Linked DNA regions of Mus musculus: regions 1, 2, 3, 4 and 6 are each linked to region 5. A link is a contact called in public HiChIP or PLAC-seq and promoter capture Hi-C data. All regions are on one chromosome and are shown on one strand. Each heading gives the region's core, a stretch centred on a gene start, on an enhancer-like site or on the middle of the called end of the contact. The rest is flanking DNA. Distances are from core to core; before and after follow the strand shown. Region 1 holds the start of Prmt2 (protein arginine N-methyltransferase 2). Region 2 holds the start of Ggt1 (gamma-glutamyltransferase 1). Region 3 holds the start of Smarcb1 (SWI/SNF related, matrix associated, actin dependent regulator of chromatin, subfamily b, member 1). Region 4 holds the start of Gstt2 (glutathione S-transferase, theta 2). Region 5 holds the start of Trappc10 (trafficking protein particle complex 10). Region 6 holds the start of Upb1 (ureidopropionase, beta).

Evidence for each region. Promoter capture Hi-C pulls out the DNA fragments that hold promoters and counts their contacts. HiChIP or PLAC-seq counts read pairs in DNA pulled down with a chosen protein or histone mark.
Region 1: an H3K4me3 HiChIP or PLAC-seq map of embryonic forebrain shows a contact between it and region 5, with 5 times the contacts expected there. The contact joins the promoter of Prmt2 here to the promoter of Trappc10 in region 5. A contact is called at or near these places in 1 of 39 promoter capture datasets (pre-B cells) and 1 of 115 datasets of contacts at active chromatin or transcription factors (embryonic forebrain).
Region 2: a contact with region 5 is called in a promoter capture Hi-C map of liver, with 5 times the contacts expected there. The contact joins the promoter of Ggt1 here to the promoter of Trappc10 in region 5. A contact is called at or near these places in 1 of 39 promoter capture datasets (liver) and 1 of 115 datasets of contacts at active chromatin or transcription factors (astrocytes).
Region 3: a contact with region 5 is called in a promoter capture Hi-C map of liver, with 6 times the contacts expected there. The contact joins the promoter of Smarcb1 here to the promoter of Trappc10 in region 5. A contact is called at or near these places in 2 of 39 promoter capture datasets (both in liver), 1 of 115 datasets of contacts at active chromatin or transcription factors (astrocytes) and 2 of 9 other capture datasets (adipose tissue and liver).
Region 4: a promoter capture Hi-C map of pre-B cells shows a contact between it and region 5, with 4 times the contacts expected there. The contact joins the promoter of Gstt2 here to the promoter of Trappc10 in region 5. A contact is called at or near these places in 1 of 39 promoter capture datasets (pre-B cells) and 1 of 484 Hi-C or Micro-C datasets (B cells).
Region 6: a promoter capture Hi-C map of liver shows a contact between it and region 5, with 6 times the contacts expected there. The contact joins the promoter of Upb1 here to the promoter of Trappc10 in region 5. A contact is called at or near these places in 2 of 39 promoter capture datasets (both in liver).

Annotation. Positions count from the first base shown.
Region 1 is chr10:76,236,256-76,239,803 of GRCm38.p6, reverse strand. Prmt2 (protein arginine N-methyltransferase 2) reads left to right here and starts at 1,939. Exons shown (of 11, transcript NM_133182.3): 1 at 1,939-2,054; 2 at 2,983-3,092. The coding sequence starts at 3,039.
Region 2 is chr10:75,562,269-75,565,815 of GRCm38.p6, reverse strand. It overlaps Ggt1 (gamma-glutamyltransferase 1), which reads right to left and starts at 1,684. Exons shown (of 15, transcript NM_001379537.1): 1 at 1,558-1,684; 2 at 911-995.
Region 3 is chr10:75,920,290-75,923,669 of GRCm38.p6, reverse strand. Smarcb1 (SWI/SNF related, matrix associated, actin dependent regulator of chromatin, subfamily b, member 1) reads left to right here and starts at 2,056. Exons shown (of 9, transcript NM_011418.2): 1 at 2,056-2,367. The coding sequence starts at 2,275. Mmp11 (matrix metallopeptidase 11) reads left to right here. Exons shown (of 8, transcript NM_008606.3): 8 at 1-448.
Region 4 is chr10:75,832,699-75,836,317 of GRCm38.p6, reverse strand. It overlaps Gstt2 (glutathione S-transferase, theta 2), which reads left to right and starts at 1,437. Exons shown (of 5, transcript NM_010361.2): 1 at 1,437-2,143; 2 at 2,579-2,666; 3 at 3,507-3,619. The coding sequence starts at 2,032.
Region 5 is chr10:78,243,381-78,247,159 of GRCm38.p6, reverse strand. Trappc10 (trafficking protein particle complex 10) reads left to right here and starts at 2,515. Exons shown (of 23, transcript NM_001081055.2): 1 at 2,515-2,724. The coding sequence starts at 2,658.
Region 6 is chr10:75,405,240-75,409,046 of GRCm38.p6, reverse strand. Upb1 (ureidopropionase, beta) reads right to left here and starts at 2,136. Exons shown (of 10, transcript NM_133995.4): 1 at 1,888-2,136. The coding sequence starts at 1,991.

The sequences.
Region 1 (3,548 bases), core at 690-3,189, 2.0 Mb after region 5:
GTGCTCTGAAGCTTTGCACTAACCAAGATGTCTATCTTTATTGCATATGGTTACACGTTTGGTTACAGTGTCTTCTTTGACAGACAGCTTGTCAAGCCAAGCAGGGATTAAAAGGAAGGTAGCGGCATTGGAATCCACTTTAAAAATAACTCCTGGGTGTGCCTGCTCAGCTGTACGCATACTGCATGCATTCCAGTGCCCATGGAGGCCAGATGAGGGCATCAGAGCCCCTGGAACTGGAATTACAGGTGCTTGTGAGCTGCCTAATCTAGATGTTGGGAATTCAATTCCAGTCCACTGTAAGCGCCCAAATGCTCTTAGCCACTGAGACAAATCTGCAGGCATCACACTCCACTTTTTACAAAAAGAATTTTCTTTTTCTGGTTATTTGAGACAGGGTTTCTCTGGCTATCCTGGAACTCAACCTGTAGACCAAGCTGGTCTTGAACTCTGAGATCCGTCTGCCTCGGCCTCCCAAGTGCAGTGAGTCCCCTGGAGCTGGAAGTTACAGGTGGTTTGTGAGCAACCTAACATAGGTGCTGGGAACCAAACTTGGGTCTTCTACAAAAACAGTAACTGCTCTTAACTGCTAAGCCACCTCCAGCCCTTACAAAGCCACATTCTTTATTCAGCCACCACAGGTACCCTTTCCTATGTTAGGTTAGCAAGGGTGGATCCTAGTGCCTGGAGCCTGAGCTTCGTGGCACCAGCAGGCTTTCAAGAATAGGTCTCAGGCCTGCCACACTGGGGGCTCTGAGGACAGTTTTTTCTGCCTTGGAAGATTGTGGGAAACTCTTTTCAACCTGTGGCATCCTGGCTCAGAGCTTCAGCCCTCTTCATCTGGTGGAAATGGAAAACTGGGCAGATTTAAAAAAAGGACCAGGTCCTCACACAGACAGACCCATCCCTTGGCTGCAGTTCATTGTGCGACTCCACTGAACCGATGGACTGAAGGCACAACAGGTGTGGTTTGCACAAGCCTTGCAAGCCCTGAGATGCCTCACAGCAGGTTTGGAATGATTGATTATGTTATGAGCTGTGGTGTTTCTACTGCACGAACCGAAGCATGATGGTTTAATTATAGAAAACAAAGAATTTTAATATTTCCCTATCATTCCTCAGCATGTATTAGAGTGTCTAGATTATATTGGACAAACGCATCCACCTAATTAGTATGCAAATCTGCTTTTGTCTCTAGTCAGTGGTAAAATTGTGTGTATGCCGAGTTTTACAATAAATTCTTTTCTGATTCACTTATCAGTAAATGTTTGATTCGTATGCCTATTTTAGATACCTAGAGTCGCTGAAAAACTTTCTGAGTAGGATGGGATTGCTAGTGGAGAAAGCTTAAGAAACCTTGCTTAGGGTCACCTGATGTCAGTGTCATTGCTCCTCCGCCCCCAACCCCTTCAGCACAGGATCTTCAGGACTTGGGGTCTCTGGTGTGTTTCGTGTCTCAGTAGCTATGTTGGTTCCACGATCAAAACTTAGTCCAAGATACTGTAGGGGGGTCCCATTCTGCAGAAGCTGATTCAGATCAAAACTAGGTTATTAAGCATTCGGAGAAGGGCATCAAACACACCGGCAGTCCCAGGTACACTCAGGACAGCGCTAGTACGCACTCCTGCTTCAGCCTGCCAATTGTTGCCTCGGTTCGAATCCGCTGGGGGCGCGGTCTACACCACCTGTGGCCTCCAACCCGGAGTCCAGTCTTCCCACAGATCTCCCGGTAAGTCGATCCTTACACTTTCTCACCTGCGTCTTGCAGCCTTAAGGCCCAATGCGACCGGCCGGAAGCAGGGACAGAAAATGCGCTTGCGCTGAGTGACAAGCTCTTAGAGAAAACCCCTGTCTCAAGACTATCTACAGCTACCAGCACCGAGTTTATACACACTGCGCTTGCGCAGGACACCCAGGCCTGGGCGGGGCGTGCTCTTCGGCCAGCTGGAGTGCTCCGCGCTTGCGCAGGTCCAGGGCGGCGGCTCAGGCTTCGGGTGGGCATCGTCTGTTCCTTTCTGGTATAGCCTAGAATTCAGCGGAGAAACGCGGCTGAGGTAGGTTTCTTAATGGACAGCTTAGACATCTGGATCGCAAGTGAGGCAGGGCAAGCTAGGCAAAAGGTCTTCCCTGTGCATGTCTCCAGCGCACTGAGGCCTCCGCCCCCTCTGGAGGCTTTAGAGTGCCCTCTCGAAGGTTCTATTCCAGCTACCCCCTCCCCTTTTCTCAGCACCGTCCGCCCTCTTCGCTCTCCTTTCGCTGCACCTCTCAATTCCCCCTGCGCACCTCCGCTGGCTCTTAGAGCCACGCCCTTCCAGGACCACGCCCACCTGCCTTCTGTATCCCGAGCCACATCCCCCATGCCTCTATATTCTTGGCCTCTATGGCCTCATCTGCTTGGCCTGGAGAACCCTCCAATTCATTGTCTTTCTTCCTCCGGGCACCCTCCCAGGCTTTTCACTGAAAATATAATTGTAAATAATTTGTGATTCTAATTATTACGAAGTAAGTATGAAGTCCAGATCTGGACGCACAACAGGCGTTTAAACAAAGAATCGATGTAATCTCAGAGCCAGTTAGGGTTACATTGCCCCTGGGGGTAAAAAAATAGAATTAAAGAACAGGAGGGTGTCGGGCATGGGGATTTCAGTTCTGCCTGTGGGTTAGGTCAAGTACTGGGCAAGGTGTTTTAATTTGAGTTTAAGCTATTAAGTGTTCCTAAAAAAAATGATACTGATTTATTCTAAGTAAAAAGAGGCTTCATAAATATCTCTTAAAAAAGGAGACTTCAGAGGAATAAATCTAGCATATTAAAGGAAGCACACAGCATTTGGATTTTTTAATTTAAAAAGCCCTCTAATGAATTGTGATGATAAAACGCCAATCCTGTTCCATTCTTAACACATACAGTAAACTGTAGCCGTGAAATGAGATTACTGACCAGGCAGTGTAACACTTTGTGCTTCTCTCTCTTCTTTCAAGTAGGCATGGGAGAGAAACTGAAGTAAAGCCCCAGTTATGAGACATGATCATATTGAACTATGGAGGCACCAGGAGAAGGTCCCTGCAGCGAGTCACAGGTCATCCCGGTTCTGGTACGTAAGAGCCACGTGTAATGATCATACAGAGGAACAGTACCAGCTTACAGGGGTGATGTCACTCTCCTTGTCTCTCAAGGTCCTGGCTCACAGGAGGATGCTTGAATTTAGAGAACGTTGAGGCAGGGGGATGGGTCTGGTCATTAGGTCCCATGCTGTGTATTGTCATGAACACTTCAGGGGACACTTCAGCATGCTTCAGATTCTTGTACTTGTTCTTAGATGGCCGTAGCATAGGACCAGGAAAATGCTTGGTACTCGAGAAGATCTGTCTTGGGTACGTATATTCAGTTTGATCCATGTTACCAGAGAAAAGATCTCCTTCAATCTTAAGGAATATTGATTATGTACAGTTAATGAAATGACTATTCAAATAAAAAGGTTTATTAAAAAAATCAAGATTTTCATGTCTGTGGTGTCAGCATCAGCCAGTTTTGTGTCCCTTTTAATGGT
Region 2 (3,547 bases), core at 435-2,934, 2.7 Mb after region 5:
TGCAGAGAAGTGGGTTCACAGTGGTCCCCAAGGCACTTCCTGTTTCAAAGGGCTTATCTTCCCGCACTCCATCTTAGAAAACCCGGTCCTAGTAAAGCCAGACTTGAGCTGTCAGTACCGGAAACCAAATGCTGGAGGGTTGCAGCTTAGTGGGTTGGGGAGGGGTTCAGCCAACCACTTCCTGAAACTCTCTTCGTACAGTCCAACCACACCCCATGGTAGTACTGACTTACCTGAATGTCAGGAAGCTCTGGGCAGGGCTTGAACCCCCAGTGGGTAAGGTTCACAGCTGAGGTCGATAGTCTAAACCTCAGAAGTCAGTTCAAGTAATTGAGATGGGTGGGTCCTTCCCTCCCCACACTCCGGTTCTCTTGGGACAGGATCTCCCTCCCCACCCTGAAAGCCAGCAACCCTGAGACTCCCCTGGTAAACTGGTGGGATGAAACTGACTTCAAATCCAAAGTCACAACAGCTTAATGAACGTGAGGATCACAGATTCTCAACCTTCCCTCTGATTTTCCAACACCCTAGAAAAGTCCACCCTTGGGGGGAGTTCTTCATCTCTAAAAGCAGCTGGCAAGTTCTCCCCTAGCGTCGAGCCCCAGCTTGTGACTCCTTCGGCTCATTTTGGATGGGTCTGGTCTCAGACCCTTCTAATCATCCCAGGCCACAGATCACAGATGCAGGGGACACCCATGCCCTGTGACTACCTGCATAGAGTGCCTGACCACACATAGACCACAATGACCAGACAGAAGAATCCGTAAATGGGCCACTGTTACCCAACGGTGTTGAGGAAGTACTCTCTGAATGACCACACCACAGCAAGGTCAGATTTTCTGCCTTCTGCCCCCCCCCCCCGCAAGCCTGGCTTTTTGGTGCTGCCCGTTCACCCCATCCCAGTACTCGCCTTTGGTGTGAGTGGAGCCTGTACTTAGCCAAGCGCGTGGGCCTCCGGGATGGTCAGCTTGTTAATTCCTGGGAGCATTCAGCATCTGGTGAGTGAAGTCCAACTCCAGAATTCATCAGCAGAATAACAGAAATGTGCACCCCATAGCTCCCGGTTTCATGCCTGACCTCCCTGAGAGCTGGGGACCTGGGAAACCTTCCCTTTCTGGCCTTGGTTTCCTCTCCAGAGAGGATCAAGGGAGCTTGAGGACTGGATGAAACAGACAGACTTCAGAAGGCTCCAGAGCTCTTCAAAGCCTCAGTGTTAGCCTGGCTCTGACTCCCAGCTCTGCAGTCACTTCTGCCCCCCTTCCTGCCCGCCCCCCTTCTCAGGTGGCATTTATTGTATCACCTGGTAATTATCTGTGCTGTCTGGCATCTCTAGGGGGGGCTGGGAGGGAAGCCCTGTCTTACCCATGTCCTGGTCTCCTCACTCCCGCCCCTACCATCACATGCCACAGTCTGCAGGAAAGCCAACTAACTCACTTGTGTCTCACAGCCTCCTGGACCACAAGGCAAGCAAGCACACCTGTCCACCCACAACCTCCCTGCGACTTAATTGGTACCTAAACCGCCCAACAATTTCCCTACACTCCGTCCTCAGCTTACCCAGAGCTCCCTTCCTCTTTACATCTTCCATGCTGAGCTATATCACATTGCACATAGAGTCCAAGTCTGAGCCACCCGCTGTGTCAGATGCCCAAGGTCAACAAGTCCTAACCTGAGCTAAGCAACTACCTTCCACAAACCTCTACCAGCCACAGAAGCCAGAGTCCAGCCCTTCAGAAGCCACCCCCTGCCTCTTCACTGGTCCCTTCCAATTGGTGTTATCTGTGACCTCCTCCAAGCCACACCTAGTACCCTCCCCCACCACTCCTATCACCTGGTGACGCTTGCTCACCAGTGGTTTGCAAGGCTGCTGTTACCTTAATGGAACATTTTCCTCTCCCGCTGGAAAACCCTTCAAAGGCCCCCATTTGCCCTGCAGAGAAATTCTTGCCTTGCTGGTGCCTGCCCCTGCCCTTTCTCTGCCCTCAATGCTCCTGCCAGGACATTTTACAGGCTAAAGTCGTCTTCCTTCAGACTCCGCTAACTTATGACACCTCCCAAAATCTTTCTTGGCTCCCAATTCTGAGGAAGTCTAGGCTGCATGCACAGTGCCCAGTCCTGAATGGATCGATGCTGAGGAGTGAATGGTTAGGCTCACTGTAAAGTAAGAAAGAGGGGCTAGGTGTGGCCCAAAGGTAGAACGATCGCCAAGCATGCCAAAGATCCTGGACTCAAATATCAGCACTGATAGGAGAAGAAAAATGTCACAGAAGATTAATCACGTTAAAGAATAAAGGCGCACTTATGCAACACTATGCTATGCCAGTCTCTAATCCTATAATGCCATCGCCATTTTACAGACAAGGAAACCGAGGGTTTCAGAGGCTTCTGTGGTGTCTTGTTTTTTTTTCCCCCTTCCACCAAGTTCATGCCCACTAGGGAGAGCTCAGAGTGTGACCTTATTTAGAAACAGAGTCTTCACAAGGTAATTAGTTCGGATGAGATCATACTGGATTAGGGTAGGCCCTAAATACAGTAATTAGTGGTCTTACAAGATGGCCGGTTGGGTAGTCGCACAGGGAAGACAGCCATGTGGAGTAGGAAGCTGAGGTCAGCGCGACACAAGTACAAGCCAAACAGCCTCAAGGATTGCCAGGAAGCTCAGAAGGAGGGGAGGCAAGGAAGGATATGGCCCCATAGTCCTGGGGGCAGTGGGGGAGAGGTGGGGAGCACGGCTCTGCTTACATTAGATTTCAGGCTCCCAATAACCGGGACTTGCTGTTTTAAGCCATTGAACTTGGGGCGCCAGGTTGAAACCATCACAGGACCCTACTTTGTCTATGGCTACACACTCGGCCAAGAGCAACACAGGGAACGGAAAGCCTCTTGCCGCCTTTCCTTCTGGGGAAACTCCGTCTGCAGGCAGAAGACCCATTCCTGACAGAGTAAGCTCAGGGAAATGGTCTCCACGGAGGATCTATCTGCCTCCTTCCTCCCAGAGAAGGTTTCAAAACCATTCGGTGGCTGGGCGTGGCAGGTCAAATCTACTTTGGAAGTAGATAGAGGAAGATCAGGAGTTCAAGGTCATTACCAGCTAAGTAACTGAAACCAGCCTAGGCTATGTGAGACTATCCCAAACAAACAAACAAACAAACAAACAAGGAACAACAAACAACAGAGACTGAGTCCTAGTCACGATTACCAGGAAGCTGGAGATGACCTGATTACAGATGACCTGGCCGAATTAACAGCCTTGAGTTGGTTTGAGTTTGGGCTTTCTGACTGTGTGAAAGAGACCAATGGTGGAGCTGGTTCAGTTCCATACCCTTCTGTATGTAGCCTTCCACCATACTTGCCAGGCACTCATATCTTGGCTTCCTCTCCACGCCTGATGGGTTACCTCACGAGTAGTGAAGGTCTCAGAACAACTGAGCTATAACTGCTGCCCATAACTTATCCACAAACAGTTCCCACGTGGGGCCTTATATGTCCCCACCAAGACCTGAAGTCTGAGGACATCCTCCCTCTCATACTCCCTGCCTCCCATGTA
Region 3 (3,380 bases), core at 807-3,306, 2.3 Mb after region 5:
GTCCCTCAAAGTAGAACCCCCACACAAACTCAGGAATCACCTGCAATGAGGTTCCTGTTGGGAGTGGTGTTGGTAATGAGATGCCCAGGGTACCATGCTGCCCCTGCTAAGCAACTGGACCAGTATCTTTCCTGGTAAGTCAGCTCTGGAGAGATAGTGAACTGATCATATTCTGGCAGGTGATTCAGACAAGTGCTTCCTGGAACTCAGGCCAAAAGGTACACAGCCAGCCAAGGAGGCAGCTGCTTCCTCCCAGAGACACGGAACCTCAAAGGCCCCACATACCTCACAGCCTTGCCCCAGGCCATTTCTTTCTGGGGCCCTCTTCCTAGCACAGGTACCCTCTAAGCCATGTACATGTGTATACAGTGTATAAAGACTTTTTTAAAAAAACAAAAAACAAAACCCAAAAAAGCCAAGACTGTCATTAAACATGAGTGTTTTCTAAGCGCCTGTCTGTTTTTCTTTGCAATTTGCAGTCAAGATTTGGGAGTAAGGGTTAGAGCCTTTGTGCCCCAAGACTGTTTCCCTGGGGCTAGGACCCATATTTAGAGTCTCTCCTGTCCCATTCCTGAACAAATAGAGGTATACCCACAGTGGCTTTCTAACTGACTGGCTGTCTCAGCAAAAGCAGTATCATTTTATCAGATCATGCCTAACTACTGGGGGTGGGAGCTGAGGGAGGCATGGTCTCATTATACATCCCTGACTGTCCTGGGACCCACAGAGGTCTGCCTGCCTATGACTCTGGAGTTCTGGGATTAAAAGTGTGAGCCACCCCTGGCCCTTAACCCTCTGGTTCCCATGGCTGTGAGATCAGTGGGCAAACTCCTGGTTACCACAGCCTTTCCTAGTTCTTTAACATCTCCTTCATCATGACCCCAGTCACAATTGCAGTCTCATTAGACTGACCCTTATGAAGCTGGCCACTGTTTGTCCTGCTGCTTTCAGAGAAGTGTTTGTATTTTGCACATCCCACCATGCCCCCACCTCCCCTACACTAGGTTGTTAGTCCCTTTGCTCCCATACACAATGTCACTTTTACTTTAATGTTCTGTGGAATACATATTTTATGTATCTAAGGAAAATCTAGAAAGCACAAATGAGAGAAAACGTATTTGTCTTTCTGAGACTGGCCTGATTTGTTTAATATGATATCTTAGTTGCATCCATTTTCCTGAAAACAATGTAATTTCACTTTTGTGGCTGAAAAACAAAAAACACATGTACACACATTTCACACTCTTTTTTGTTTTCTGGGACAGAGTTGCTCAACATATCCCTGACTGTCTTGGAACTGAAGCTAAAAGCTTGCACCACCACACCCAGCCTAGACTACATTTTCTTCATCCATTCCTCTATTGTTGAATAGCTACCTAGGCTAGGCTATAACTTAAGCTCCTGTAATAGTGCTACAATAAACATTAAACATTTTGGAGTCACGGCTCTGTTCAACAGGGGGTGGACTGCTTGGACACGTTCCAGAAGCACTGTCTTCTCTCGGGGCTGTTATGCCCCAAGGCGGGCAGAGGCACAGACCAGGGCTGGGCTTGTGGGCACCAAGCTTGCAGAGGTAAGGAAGGAATGCAAGTGCCTCCTCCCGTTCATCTGGCACATCACCTAGATCTTTGAATAGTACCAACCTCCATCCAGTATTGTCATTCTTCCCATCCCTACTGCCTCGGGAACTGCTGTTGGCCTGGAGTGGATAGCTAGCTATTCCTAACGCACTTTCGGGTGGAAAACCTGAGGCGCTAGCGTGGGGTCGCCATGCCCACCCAGCTTCCCTCGGGCTTCCAGATAGAGCGGTCCTTCTCCTCGCTTAACGTCTCATTTTTTTCCTTCATCCCGGGGCGGAGTGCCAGCTCTGGCTATGCGACTAGGAAAGCTACCGCCTGAGTCAGGGCCTCAGTGGCTATTTCGGTCGCTGAGAGGTTTTCCTCCTTACCCGCCCAGGGAGGAAGCCTAGGAAGCAAAAAAGAACTCGGGTCCCTTTAAGGGCTTGCGGGAACGCGCTCGGCCTTGAGTCGCGCAGGCTGCGGCGCGCACGTTAGCGTCAGCTTCTCCACGCATGCGCACCGAGGGCGGCCTGCTCGTTGCAGAGACGGCCAAGGAGCCCAGTAGTGACACGAGCGCTCGCCCGGTTCGCCCGGCTTGCCCTGCCCGACCTTCACCTCCAGGCCTCCGTTCCTTTCGGTCCGACGCGCCTCGGCCCCGCCCTAGCCCACCGGATTCTTTCCAGCTCGACCCCGGCTGCCGGTTTCCCCCGCCGCCATGATGATGATGGCGTTGAGCAAGACCTTCGGGCAGAAGCCCGTCAAGTTTCAGCTGGAGGACGACGGGGAGTTCTACATGATCGGCTCCGAGGTAGCCCGCGGCGCGTTCTCGGCTTCCCGGGCAGCGGCTGGCCGGCTCGAGTCCCGGGGCGGGCTAGTGCTCCCCGAGAGCGCGCCTCCATTCATCGCGGAGGCGGGCGCGTGCTCGCAGCTGGGGCGTGGCCTGGTGGGCGTGGCCGGTCCCGCCTGGACCGTCCTGGGTTTTCTTTACCCACTTAACGTTGTTCAGACCCTAAGCATCTGTCCTAGCTTAGAGCGTCGAGCCGGTACACTCTAGGCAGATGGGGAAAGGATGTTCGGGAAGCCCCTGGGCGCTTGGAAGTGGAGGTGCAACACTGCCCTTGAACCCTTTGGCAGCTCTCGTGCACCCCACTGCCCCGGTCTCGAAATCTCTACTTGTAAGCCCGAAGCTTAGGAAAGCCTCTTCCCCTTTGTGTTGTTGCTTGCGAGGTGGACTGCAGAGAGCTTTTATGATGTTTAGAAAGTGATTGGACATGTTTGCTTTTGAGTGGATTGAGGCCCTGAGGTCGGAAGCACTAACGTTTTGGAGATCAGTGAACTAATTTTGAGTTTTTATAGGGGATAAATCTGAAGGGTCGCTAACCCAGAACCCAGAGCTAGAAGAGACAGCTTCTGTGCAGTCAGGTGGACAGGGTTCCTTAGGATCGCACCTGTGCGCCAGCCACTACCCTTTTCACAGGGGTCGCATATCAAAGATCCTGCATATTAGGTATTTACATTATGATTCGTAACTGTAGCAAAAATTAGAGTTATGAAGTAGCAACGAAAAAAGTTTATGGTGGAGGGGGTCATTACAACATGAGAAACTGTATTAAAGGGTCACAGCATTAGGAAGGTTGAGAACCACAACCTTAGAAAATCCCTTCAATTAACCCTAGAGACCAGCCAAATCTTTGTGTTTTTTTGTTTTTTTTGTTTTTCTTTTCTTTTTCTTCTTCGAGACAGTTTCTCTGTGTAGCCCTGGCTGTCCTGGAACTCACTCTGTAGACCAGGCTGGCAGAAATGTGCCTGCCTCTGCCTCCT
Region 4 (3,619 bases), core at 188-2,687, 2.4 Mb after region 5:
ATGCTGTGTCATGAAACCAGGTTCTAGCTACTGATTTTCTTTGTCCTGTTTGTCAGATAGGCTCCCCCTAGGTGGCCCAGGGTATAAACTGCCAAACCCCACTGCCATGAGCAACATACTTCCTGTAGCAAGCAAGGTGCCACAACCTAAAAGCTACATAACCCACACAAAACAGACCACCAGCTGGGGTCTGTTCATACACTAGGTTCAAACGCAGGAAACTATGGGCTGTGGGGAGGTGGGGCGGGGGCGGGCATTTCTCATTCAAACTACCACTCACTCTGGCTTTAGGTATCTGACAATCAAGATGAAAACTATTACCAGTCAAAAAGGGAGGGTAGCAAAAAAAAAAAAAAAAAAAAAGGGGTATTTTTGTCAAGATTCAAGGAAGCCCTTTTTTTGGGGGGGGGGAGGGGTTAAGAAGCCGGAAGAGAGGATGAGATGGAAGAGGGGAGTGAGGCAGCCAAACCAGTTCCTTGCCAGTGTGGGAGGGGACTCTCCGGAGAGTAGCGAAGCAGGTACCTGAGTCTGCAGGGTGAAAGCCGGGGGGGGGGGGGGGGGGGTGTTTCGGGGCGGGATTCAGGGGTCCATCCATTCAAGAGCCATATCTGATCCCGTGAGAGAGGATGTCTGACCTAGGGGAAGCACGTGAAATAAACAAGGCCAGGAGACTTCTAGGGGCCAATCACATCAGAGGGCTTGGGTGGGTACAGTCATCTTGGATCACATGCTCTCCCTACCGAATTTGCACGAGCAGAGCCACGTGCGGTGCAGGGCTGCAGAAGAAGCTCCTCTGGGGACAGCTTTGTGTTTTTCAGAATCCTTTTCCTCAAAAAACAACACCAGCTTATTTAGGTAAAAGGGCAATTTGGCTTCAGACGGTTCTGGCGGTGGGAGGGGCGAGGGGAGGGGCCACTTGAGAGAGCTCGGTTTGAGCCTACTGGCTACCACAGCTCCTAGCTATCAACTCACAGGGTAAGACTGGTTCTATGGCAAATGCCTGTAGTCCTAAGCACTTGGAAAATGAAGTCGAATTTGAGGCCAACCTGGACTATATGAGTCCCTGTTTCAAACAAAACAAAACAAAACAAAACAAAAAATAGCCAACCAAATGAATCAAACAAACATAAATTCCCTGGAAAGCCAGGCAGGATAGGTCTCACCTGGGAGTCCCAGACATTCAGGAAACTAAGACAGGAGAATCAATGGAGCAGAAGGGTTTGAGGCCAGCCTGTGCTATAGCAAGACCCCTACCCCTCAATGTCAAAAAAAAAAAAAAAAAAAAAAAAAAAAGAAAGAAAGAAAGAAAGAAAAAAGAAAAAAAGAAAAACGCCCAGGGAAACATTCTGGTGCCCGATATGGCCCACGGGCTATAGCTACTCTAAAAGATTCAGATAAAGCCAGTGATAATGGGCACCTCTTTTCCCCATCGGAAGATGCTACCGTGGAGAGTGTTGGAGGCGGGCGAGAGAGGTGGTCCTGTGACTCCTTCAAGCTTTGCTGCCCAGCCTCACAGATCTGGGGAGGTCCAGTGTTCTTAGACGACCTGTTTTGCACGGGGCAGCTGGACCAACCACAGTTCTTCCTTAAGGCAAAGTTTCTAGCAGCCTGCAACAAGCTTCACCCGTTAAAGAAGGATCAGCGATCAGCCTCTAAGATCCCCTCCTGCAGTAACTGAGAGCTAGGAGCTGAGCGGTCTAGTTCCCCGCAAACGACTACGTCCACAGAACTCTGAGTTGGGTCCACGAAAGCCCAGCTAGGCCATTTCCGCGTCCGGGTGAGACTAAGGTCCTGGGCTGGATTCCTGGCTCCACGGTCCGCTGGAGCAAATCGCATAAGTCAGTCTGAGTGCGCGCGCACCTCAGCCCTGCTTTTGGTATAAAGTCCTCCAAAGCGTCTCCCTCCCCAAGATCAGCAGGTGTCAGCTATCCAGAGGAGGAAATCGTTTGGCTTGGCCAACTGAGGCTGTGCTGGACCCCAGCTTGCTGTTATCGAACGCAGTCGGCACACCATCTTGTGTCGCTACCGGCAATGGGCTTGGAGCTCTACCTGGACCTGCTGTCACAACCCAGCCGCGCTGTCTACATCTTCGCCAAGAAGAATGGCATCCCCTTCCAGACGCGTACCGTGGATATACTCAAAGGTTGGCACATTTACCCCTAGACCATGTCAGTCCTTCACATTCTGCCTGGGTACAATCTCCCCATCATCTGACCCCCCCCACCCCCAGCGCCGTCCACCAAGGAATGCTCTGCTCTCTTTGGAGTGGTCTTAGTCAGTTCAGAGCCCTCTTTAAACGTAACTTCCGCTCTGACAAGAGAGACTTTTTGTCCTGGGACGTGGGGAGAAAAATGAAAGATTCCTACAGTTTCTGCTTTGAAGGCACGCAGTGTTTAGATTCACAAAATTCCGGAGACTTTGCAGGGAAGAGACACATAGCTGAGCCACCTCTGTGCCTCTGGTTCCCGGCCCATCCGGATTTTGGCCGTTTCGACCTTGCTCTGGTTGCAAAGAGAAAGGGGAAAATAGGAATACTGCTTGAGTCCTTGCACGCATTTTCTGGCTTCTTCCTTCCCAGGGCAGCACATGAGCGAGCAATTCTCCCAGGTGAACTGCTTAAACAAAGTTCCTGTACTCAAAGACGGAAGCTTCGTGTTGACCGAAAGGTGCAGCTGTAAATATACCCAGAGCCCTCACTACCTCCTCCGGCTCCCTTTGGCCGCCCCACTTCCGTTGGAGTGGGGTGCGGGGCGGGGCCCTGGCCGACTCCGACCCTAGGCTGTGAGGGGGCCTGGCTAGAGCAGACTCTGTGGGAAGGGGTCCTGGAAGACTAGAGGGCTGATCCAGCATGTCCCTTGCTTCTGTCCTGTTTCATCTGCTGGACTCCCCCCCTCCCCCTCCAGGCCTCCCTATCCTGATTGAGGGGTATTGGAAGGCGACAAGGGGACGATTGTCAAGGGTTAGGGAAAAAAAAATGTAGATTCAACAAAGGACTAGGAAGGGCTTCTCCTAACTTCCTAGATGTCCTGTTTAATCCGCCAAAGCTTGGCCCCGGAGACCAATGAAAGGGTCAGGGCTCACAGACTGTTTGGTTCTCCCATTAGAGTCTAGTGTCAGAGAGCTAAAAAACAAAACAAAACAACAACAAAAAAAAACCCACAAAACAACAACAACCACCACCAAAAAAGAAAGGCGGAGAGAAAAAGGTCTGGCCAGGGGTCAGTGTCCACGACATCAAAAAAAGAGGCGACCTGGAGAGGGGCAGAGCTCTTGCTGGTGTCTGTCTGTGTGTGTCTGTGTGTGTCTCTGGGTTTCACCATGCACAACATTGCAGAGAAGAAAGGCTCTGGGGACAGGCAAGAGTCATGGAGAGATAGGTGGTGAGACCAGAGGGAAGTACTTCAAATGTGAGAATTCTGAAGGCCCCGCCAAGGGATGGGAAACAGCCAAGGTCCTTAAATCCCCTCTTCCCATGGTCCATATAGCCCCTCTTCTATGATTCCCAGCACAGCCATCTTGATTTACCTGAGTTCCAAGTACCAGGTGGCAGACCACTGGTACCCGGCCGACCTACAGGCCCGTGCCCAAGTCCACGAATACCTGGGCTGGCATGCCGACA
Region 5 (3,779 bases), core at 1,266-3,765:
CCACAGCCTTTGAGATATACAGTCCCTAGGCTAAGACTTGAGTTTAAGCTGTTAAAGGGTTGCTATGGAATCGGGGTAAGAGACTTACCTGTAAAGTCGGAAGTCCTTCTATCACTTTGCAGAGGGAGCCTGTGGGCTGGTGATACGGTCCTTACTATAGTGTCTCAGCTGAATGTTGTACTGTTTGGCCTGAGTGTCCCTGTTGTTCCTGACAAGCCCCACTGCCACCCATTCCTGTGAAGCAGAATTCCTGGAAAGGAGGTTTGTCTGCAAAGATTGAGTGACTAATCACAACGACATTGAGGTGGAGTGGTTACAAGGCTGCAGGTCTAGAGGCTAGTTATTTTATGATAGCCTAGTGTCAGCCCCTAAATATCCATTCATTGCCCACCCCAGTGTCAGAACTAACACTCTGTGACTAATAGATTAAAAAAAAAGTGTTGGAATCTATTAACTTTGCAGACCACTAGTGTCTTAGCTAGGGTTTTACTGCTGTGAACAGACACCATGACCAAGGCAAATCTTATAAAGGACAACATTTAACTGAGGCTGGCTTATAGGTTCAGAGGTCCAGTCTGTTATCATCAAGGTGGGAGCATGGCAGCATCTAGACAGGCATGGTGCAGGAGGAGCTGAGAGTTTTACATCTTCATCTGAATGCTGCTAGTGGAAGACTGACTTCCAGGTAGATAGGGTGAAGGCCCACACCCACAGTAACAGGCCTACTTCAACAAGGTCACATGTGCTAATAGTGCCACCCCTTGTTCCTGGCCCAAGTGTATAGAAACCATCACAACTAGCTTTCCCACCTCCAAAGCTAAGAATGGTATTTGAGGCCAACAGGAGAGAGTCCACCTTCTAGCTATAACAGCCTCTCTGACGTACTCACCAATGTATTTTAAATTGTCTTGATTTATGACTTTTTATGTTCTGCAACTATAAAGCTTCAAGTGCTTCCATGTGGGATCACGAAACCTGGGGTTACCCACTCAGGAGGCCTCAGAGGATTCCTCAAAATCCTTGTCCCCTGGGTGGCGGGCACTCAAATTTGGCTCCGAAGCACACCATCTCTTATTCCATTTGAGGTGAGAGCTTCGTTCTTTGTGCTGACATCTCACAAACGCTTAGCTGGATGGGGTGAAAAACCTTTGGCACGTCCACGGAGGCTTTGGACCCCTATTCTTGCTTTGCTGTGCTCTCTCTAGGCCAGTGGTTCTGAACCTTTCTAATGCTGTGACCCTCCTAAATAAAAAATAAATATTAAGTAAATAAAAATAAAATATTAAATAATGAATAAAAATTAAATAAATAAACTAAAAATTAAATAAATAAAAATAAAAATATTAGAGAAAAATATTAAATAAACAAAATAAATATATTAAAGAAGTAAAAATAAAATTATTACATAAATAAAAATAGTTTGTTACTACTTCATAAACTGTAATTTTGCTACTGTTATGGGTCATAATGTAAATATTTTTTTTGGAGCTAGAGGTTTGCCAAAAGGCTCGGGACCCACAGGTTGAGAACCCCTGTGCCTGGCAGTCTCCACCTGCTTCAACTGCCCTAATCAGTTGCCTGAAAGCCCAAACCAACATGCTCCCCAACAGTCAAGTCATGCTCAGACATTCCATTTGCACACTGAATCCCATTTGCAAAAGCTCCCATAGACCTGCTTTACTTGCGCCGAGTTCAGTTCAAAGCAATATTTGATTTTGCGACATTCACAATACCTAGCGGCTTCAAAGCAGTACCAGCTATAGGTGACCAGTACTGATGAAGGTGGGACATAGGGAGCATTCTGGGAGCCAAGGGAAAGAGTGCTGAAGGCTGACGCAGGTGGAAACGACCTATGTGGTGGTTCATACGAGTAAAACCACCTAATCAACCAATCAAACAAAAACCTCACAAAACCAGAAAGGACAGTGGGAAGCTGGCGTGCCAGCGGGTGCACATGGAGTTGTACGGGGTGGGTGGAACACTTTCGATCTTGCCTCGCTTTGAGTCAGCACACTTGGCAAGTCCGTGTTAACAGGCAAGCAGAGACTCAGCTTGGCACTGCACAGTTGAGCTCGCCCAGATGTAAAAACCGACCCAAGGCATCCTGCAGAAGCCGGAAAGGAGGAAGCTCCCTCGGAGATAACGGGAATTCCGCCAGACGTGACGTGGGGGCACACAGGGTAGAAGCGAGGATGAGGGTAAGGGAGCATCTGCAGGTGCGAAGCCGAGGAGAATCCAGTTTAGACAGGTCTGATGAGACCAAGCAAGGGTCACCAAGCTTGGGCATTGAGAAGGTGGGGTCAAGGAGCTCAGGCACGTGCGCCGCCCTCTGTCCTCTGCAGCTGCCTGAGAACCGAGGCAGAGGCGGCTCCCGCTATTGACAGCTACAGCGGCCCCGCCCTGCACCGCCGGGCGGCCCGGCACGCGGCCTTTTTCGTAGGAGGGCATTCGGCGGCGAGGCCCGCCCCTTTAAGTCGCGCGCCCCGGAAGTGGTCACGCGGCGGCGCCGGGGCCGGAAGTGGACGCGGCCGGCGGCGGCGGGCGGCCGGCTAGGAGCTGCCGGGGGCCGGCGGCGAGGAGGCGCGGGCTCAGCGGGCCCCGCGCTGCCTCGGGTGCCCATGGCGGGCGGGGGGCCGGGCCGGTGACGCCGGACGCCCATGGACGCCCCTGAGGAGCCACAGCCACCGGTGGTCTACACCATGGAGAACAAGCCCATCGTCACCTGTAAGTGCGGCGGGGCGGGCGGGCGGGGGGCGCGGCCGGGCTTGGCAGCTCCCATCTACGCGGACACAGCCGACCTCCGACCTTTCCGCGGGTGACCTCCGACCCGCTGTGCAGCCGACGCCAAGCTTTGGGTCCTGACCTGGGCGGTCTCCGGAGCAGCTCGTTCTGTACTGTCAGTGCTGCTAGGGATCGGGCCGGCCTTCCCCGTGGGTCGGCTCTCCTGCGCGCTGACCGCAGTCCGGTGGGCAGGCCCAGCTCTCCGCAGAGCGCAGGTGCTCTTCCTCTAGTGACTGTCAAGCCGGAGTGGCAGGTGGCCGGCCAGGCTTAGGAAGGAACCCAGCTCTGTCTGGTCCAATCATCCTGTGCTTATAGGCACTTTCCAGAGCTGCTCCACCAGCGAGTTCCCGCTCGGACATCCCCTTCCGCACTTGTTCCTTCTCCCACTGAATGCACACACACACACACACACACACACACACACACTCACACACAAAGATTGGTTTCTCTGCTACAGAAAAAGAAAACCCTCATTTTAAAGCATAATTTCAGAACGGAGTAGTTTTGCAAACTATGGACTCATGGGAAGTGTGGACGGGTTGGTTAACATTTTGACAGCTTTGCGGTGCTGTCTCTCAAAGGACAGGTGTGATACGTGGCTGTTGGCAGTTCAGTATGTGCTTGACCTTATGAATTTACTTTTTTCTAAACAGGAAGCATATTTGCAAAACCTGGTGCTAGGCCCCAGGGTTCCCAAGGTCTCCAGCACACCCTGCTCTGTTTTCTCCTTTGGGCCCTTGGATACATGGGCTCCTCCCAGTTCCTTCCTGTAACCGCATAGACATTTCATATTTAAAGACTTACATCTCTTTATTGCTAGATTAACTTTCTCAGGGATATGGATGTGTCTCCCATAAAGTTGGGAGACTTGCATAGTTCAGCAGTTAGTTGTGTGTGTTTTGTTTTTTTTTTTTTTTCTTCCCAGAATGCTTGGCAACTGAGAGGCTTGCCAAACCTCACCTGCAGGCAGGTGGACCGATGTGGCAGAGCTGGTCTGG
Region 6 (3,807 bases), core at 887-3,386, 2.8 Mb after region 5:
TAGGATGATTTGGGGAACCAGCCATGTACAAGTTGGCCTCTGAAGAATGAACAGGAGTTTAAGTGGGAGGGGTTTTTAAGTATTTTAAAGACAGAATAATTTCCTATCTTCAGGTGGAAATTCTATTCACAGCCAAAACTCACCCAGTTGTAAGAACTAAGCATGCATGAAGGTTCACACCTTAAGAGATAGAACGTGAAAATTTCATCAGGGAACAGAACCTAAGAGAAGAATGGGAAATGGGCAAAGGAACTTGTTCAGGTATTGGAAGCCAAAGCCCAGGGTTAGGACCTGGCAGTTCCAGGTTAGCATAGGTTAGTCCCAGGTTAGCACAGGTTAGCCCCAGTTAGCATTGTGCCCTCCATTACAATTCTGCCCTGCTTTGTGATTCTCCAAATGCTGATATAAACCCTCTTACTCGGTAATCTCTGACCTGGCCTCAGTCCTACCTCGAATGTGTACCAGTCATTTCTATGGGAAATATTTCTTTCTTCATAATAACCCTTGATTTTACCTCAGACACCAACAAAATCTTTCAGGATAACGTGCTCACTTTACCCTTAAAACAGAATAATTAGCATTCCTAGAATTTGGGCTAAGATGCTCCTTGCTTTGTTTTTTTGTTTTTGTTTTGATCTTCTTTGGAAGCCTCGATTCTAACACTACTCATCTAACTAATGTATTGCTGCTGTTGTTTGGGGGGTTTTGCATGGGGTTGTGGAAACCCAGGCCTCCGGCATGCCCAGCAGGCCAGTGAGCTACATCCCCCATCCTCATGGCTGGCTGATCTTGTAAGTACGGTGGAAAGTGAGAGCATTTTAGGGTCATCTAGCCTCTCACAGATTATGGAGACAGTTTCGTGTGTGTGTGTGTGTGTGTGTGTGTGTGTGTGTGTGCGTGTGCGTGGGGGGTGGGGGAGCTAACAAAATGCCAATGAAGTTCTTCTACCACCCACTTGCTGCGGTAGATTTAGTGGATCGGGCCTCCCTGTAGGAACCCTAAGGTTGCCAGGAACCAGTGATTTCATCAATTATCTTTGGCTGATCAAGGTTCTAATGCAGGGTCACCGGCATGCAGTCCAGAGAGCAAACAAGCTACATTGGACAAGGCCTGAGCAGGCCAATATAAGCAAGAGTTGGACAGAGGTTTAGCAAGGTCAGAGTTCACATTCTGTTCTAACAGCCTAGAAAACCCATTATAGCGTTTGTGCAAAGGACAAGGAAACAGTCCATTTGAAGACAACTTTCTGATTGCTCCAGAAAAATAGATTGAAACTGAAGACCAAGAGGGAGGGGTATTTTTTTCCTCCAGCTCTGTTATACCTGTTATACCAGATGCCCAACTCTAATAAAAACAAAAGGAATAAAAAAAAATCTGGTGAGCTTGCCCAGAGTGGGAAAACTTGAGTTATCAATTCTCTTGTCTGGAAAGTTAGTTTGGTCCAGTATTCCTCTATCTCCAAGCTGCTAGGAAGGATGGTTCACGAGACCCTCACTGCAGGTATTGGACAGCCCCCCCCCCCCCACCAGGTAGCTGCGGTCTGAGGCAAAGCTAGTAGCTTAGGGAGGGGAGGAAAGTTGGAGTGGCCCTGGAGATAGCTTTAAGAGACACATTCATTTTCGGTCCTATTTTGTTCCACACAAGGTGGGCGATGGCGGGGGCGGGGCTGGGGAAGCAAGGAGTCTGGGGCAATGAAAGTATGGTTTGTAAGAGTCACCTCCCTAAAGATTCTCATCTCTCACGACATGTGGCCTTTGCAAGTGAACTACAGGGTTCCTCATCACTGCCCCCACTGAGCCAGTCGCATCCGAGAAACCCTCCCCTTGCTCCTCCAGCCCACAGATGGGTGACTCCAAAAGCCCCAAACTCAGCATCTGGGTTTCTGACCTAGTCTGCTTGCCGTAGAGAATTCGCTTCACCTGGGCCAAATCGTCAGGCGGCAGATGTTTTTCCAGGCACTGCTCCAGGGACTGCCACTCCGGTCCCGCCATGGCCAGAAGCTGGTTGCAGGGACTGATGTCCCACACGAATGGCCTGCCCTCGGCCTGGAGTATGGGGAGAAGGAGGCAGCAGCCTGGCAGGTCTCCAGAGGCACGGGATTTGGTGCTCTGTGAGGAGGGTTCACATGCTGGCAACACCCTCCTCACGCCTCTATGGAGGGCAGCCAATACATGCTCAGGACATTCCTGGCAGACCTTTTCTATTGGCGCTCTCTCTGGTGACCAGGTTGGATCAGTGCAGGTCGCCCCTGGAGGCTTTCCCTAACACAGGCGCCTCCTTCTTCCTCCTTCTTCCTTAGATCTTTGATGGGCTGAAGTAACTTTACCTAGGTTTGGGTCAGCAGAACAGGGCAGCCAGCCACGCCGGCCCACTACTACACGGGGCTGCTGATGGGCACAAGAAGCAATACTTTGGCATCTGAGTATTTCAGGGGCCAGTCCAGAGTCCTGGCACTATGATAATACCAGGCCTTTGGTTTCCTTTGAGCCACAAATCACATGAGTCAGAAGCAAGTTTGGTTTCCCTGGAATCAGTACTGCAGAATATGGGATCCCGAGCAGGTTACTCTCTGTACTCTGATGCCGCTTTGGGATCTCTGCCGTTTGTGGTATGCATGCCCACATGTGCGCTTTGCCAGCTGCAGAGTGGAGAAAGACCCTCTTGCTGTTCCCTGTAACTTACAGAGGCCATATACTTGGGAGCTGGGGTGGCAGGGAAGCACTCCCAGACCCTGATTTACTCCTGTGACCTGGGGAGCTATCCTGCTACTCGGGTCATCTGCTGCTTTATCTGTGGAATTGGAATGCGGTGACCACTTGCCGCAGTTTAGTTCAGTGGTAGAGCATCGCCACCTTGCTAGAAGGTGTGGCTGAAGATATTTATATCACCGCTTTGATGTTCTCTGACAGCTTCTAGTGTCTTCCTTTTCTAGAAGCTGAGAGATTTGTGTGGGAGACTTCACAAAGCATAACAAAAAGACAGTAGAGACAAAGACATAGAGACAGTTGGCACTCTGAGTGTAGATCCCGCCGCTGCATATTCAACCAAACTTGATTAAAAAGTTTCCTCCAAGTTGTGCCCGTTTTGTAAGGATTTTCTCCTTCCCCACATTAGTCCCTAAATAATACAATGTGTCAGTTGCTTATATAGCACTTACACTGGATTAAGCTTACCTTTAGTTGGGGTTACTATTGCTGTGGTAAAGCACCATGACCAAAAGCAACCCAGAGAGGAAAGGGTTTATTTTGCCCCCGGTTCTATATAACAGTTCTTCATCAAAAGCCATGAGGGCAGGAACCTGCAGACAGAAGCTGATGCAGAGGCCATGGAGGAGTGCTGCTTACTGGCTTGCTCCCTATGGCTTGCTCAGTCTCTTACAGAACCCATGACTACCAGCCCAGCGGTGGCCCCACCTACAGTGGGCTTGGCCCTCCCCCATCAACCTTTAATTAAGAAAATGTCCGTCCCATAGACTTCCCTATAGCCCCTTCTTACGGAGGCATTTTCTTAACTGAGGTTTCCTCCTCACAGATGACCTTAGCTTGTGCCACATTTGACATAGTTAGGTATTATTATCTAGAGACTGTTTAAAGTAGATGGTATAGCTTATCTGCAAATACAACACTATGTTAAAGAAGGGACTCTTGCTTCCAGGATTTGGGATTGCTAGGGGTCCTAGAACCAACCTTTTGTTTTTGTTTTTGTTTTTTTGGGACAGCATTTCTCTGTGTAGCCCTGGCTGTCCTGGAACTCACTGTGTAGACCAGGCTGGCCTTGAACTCAGAAATCCTCCTGCCTCTGCCTCCC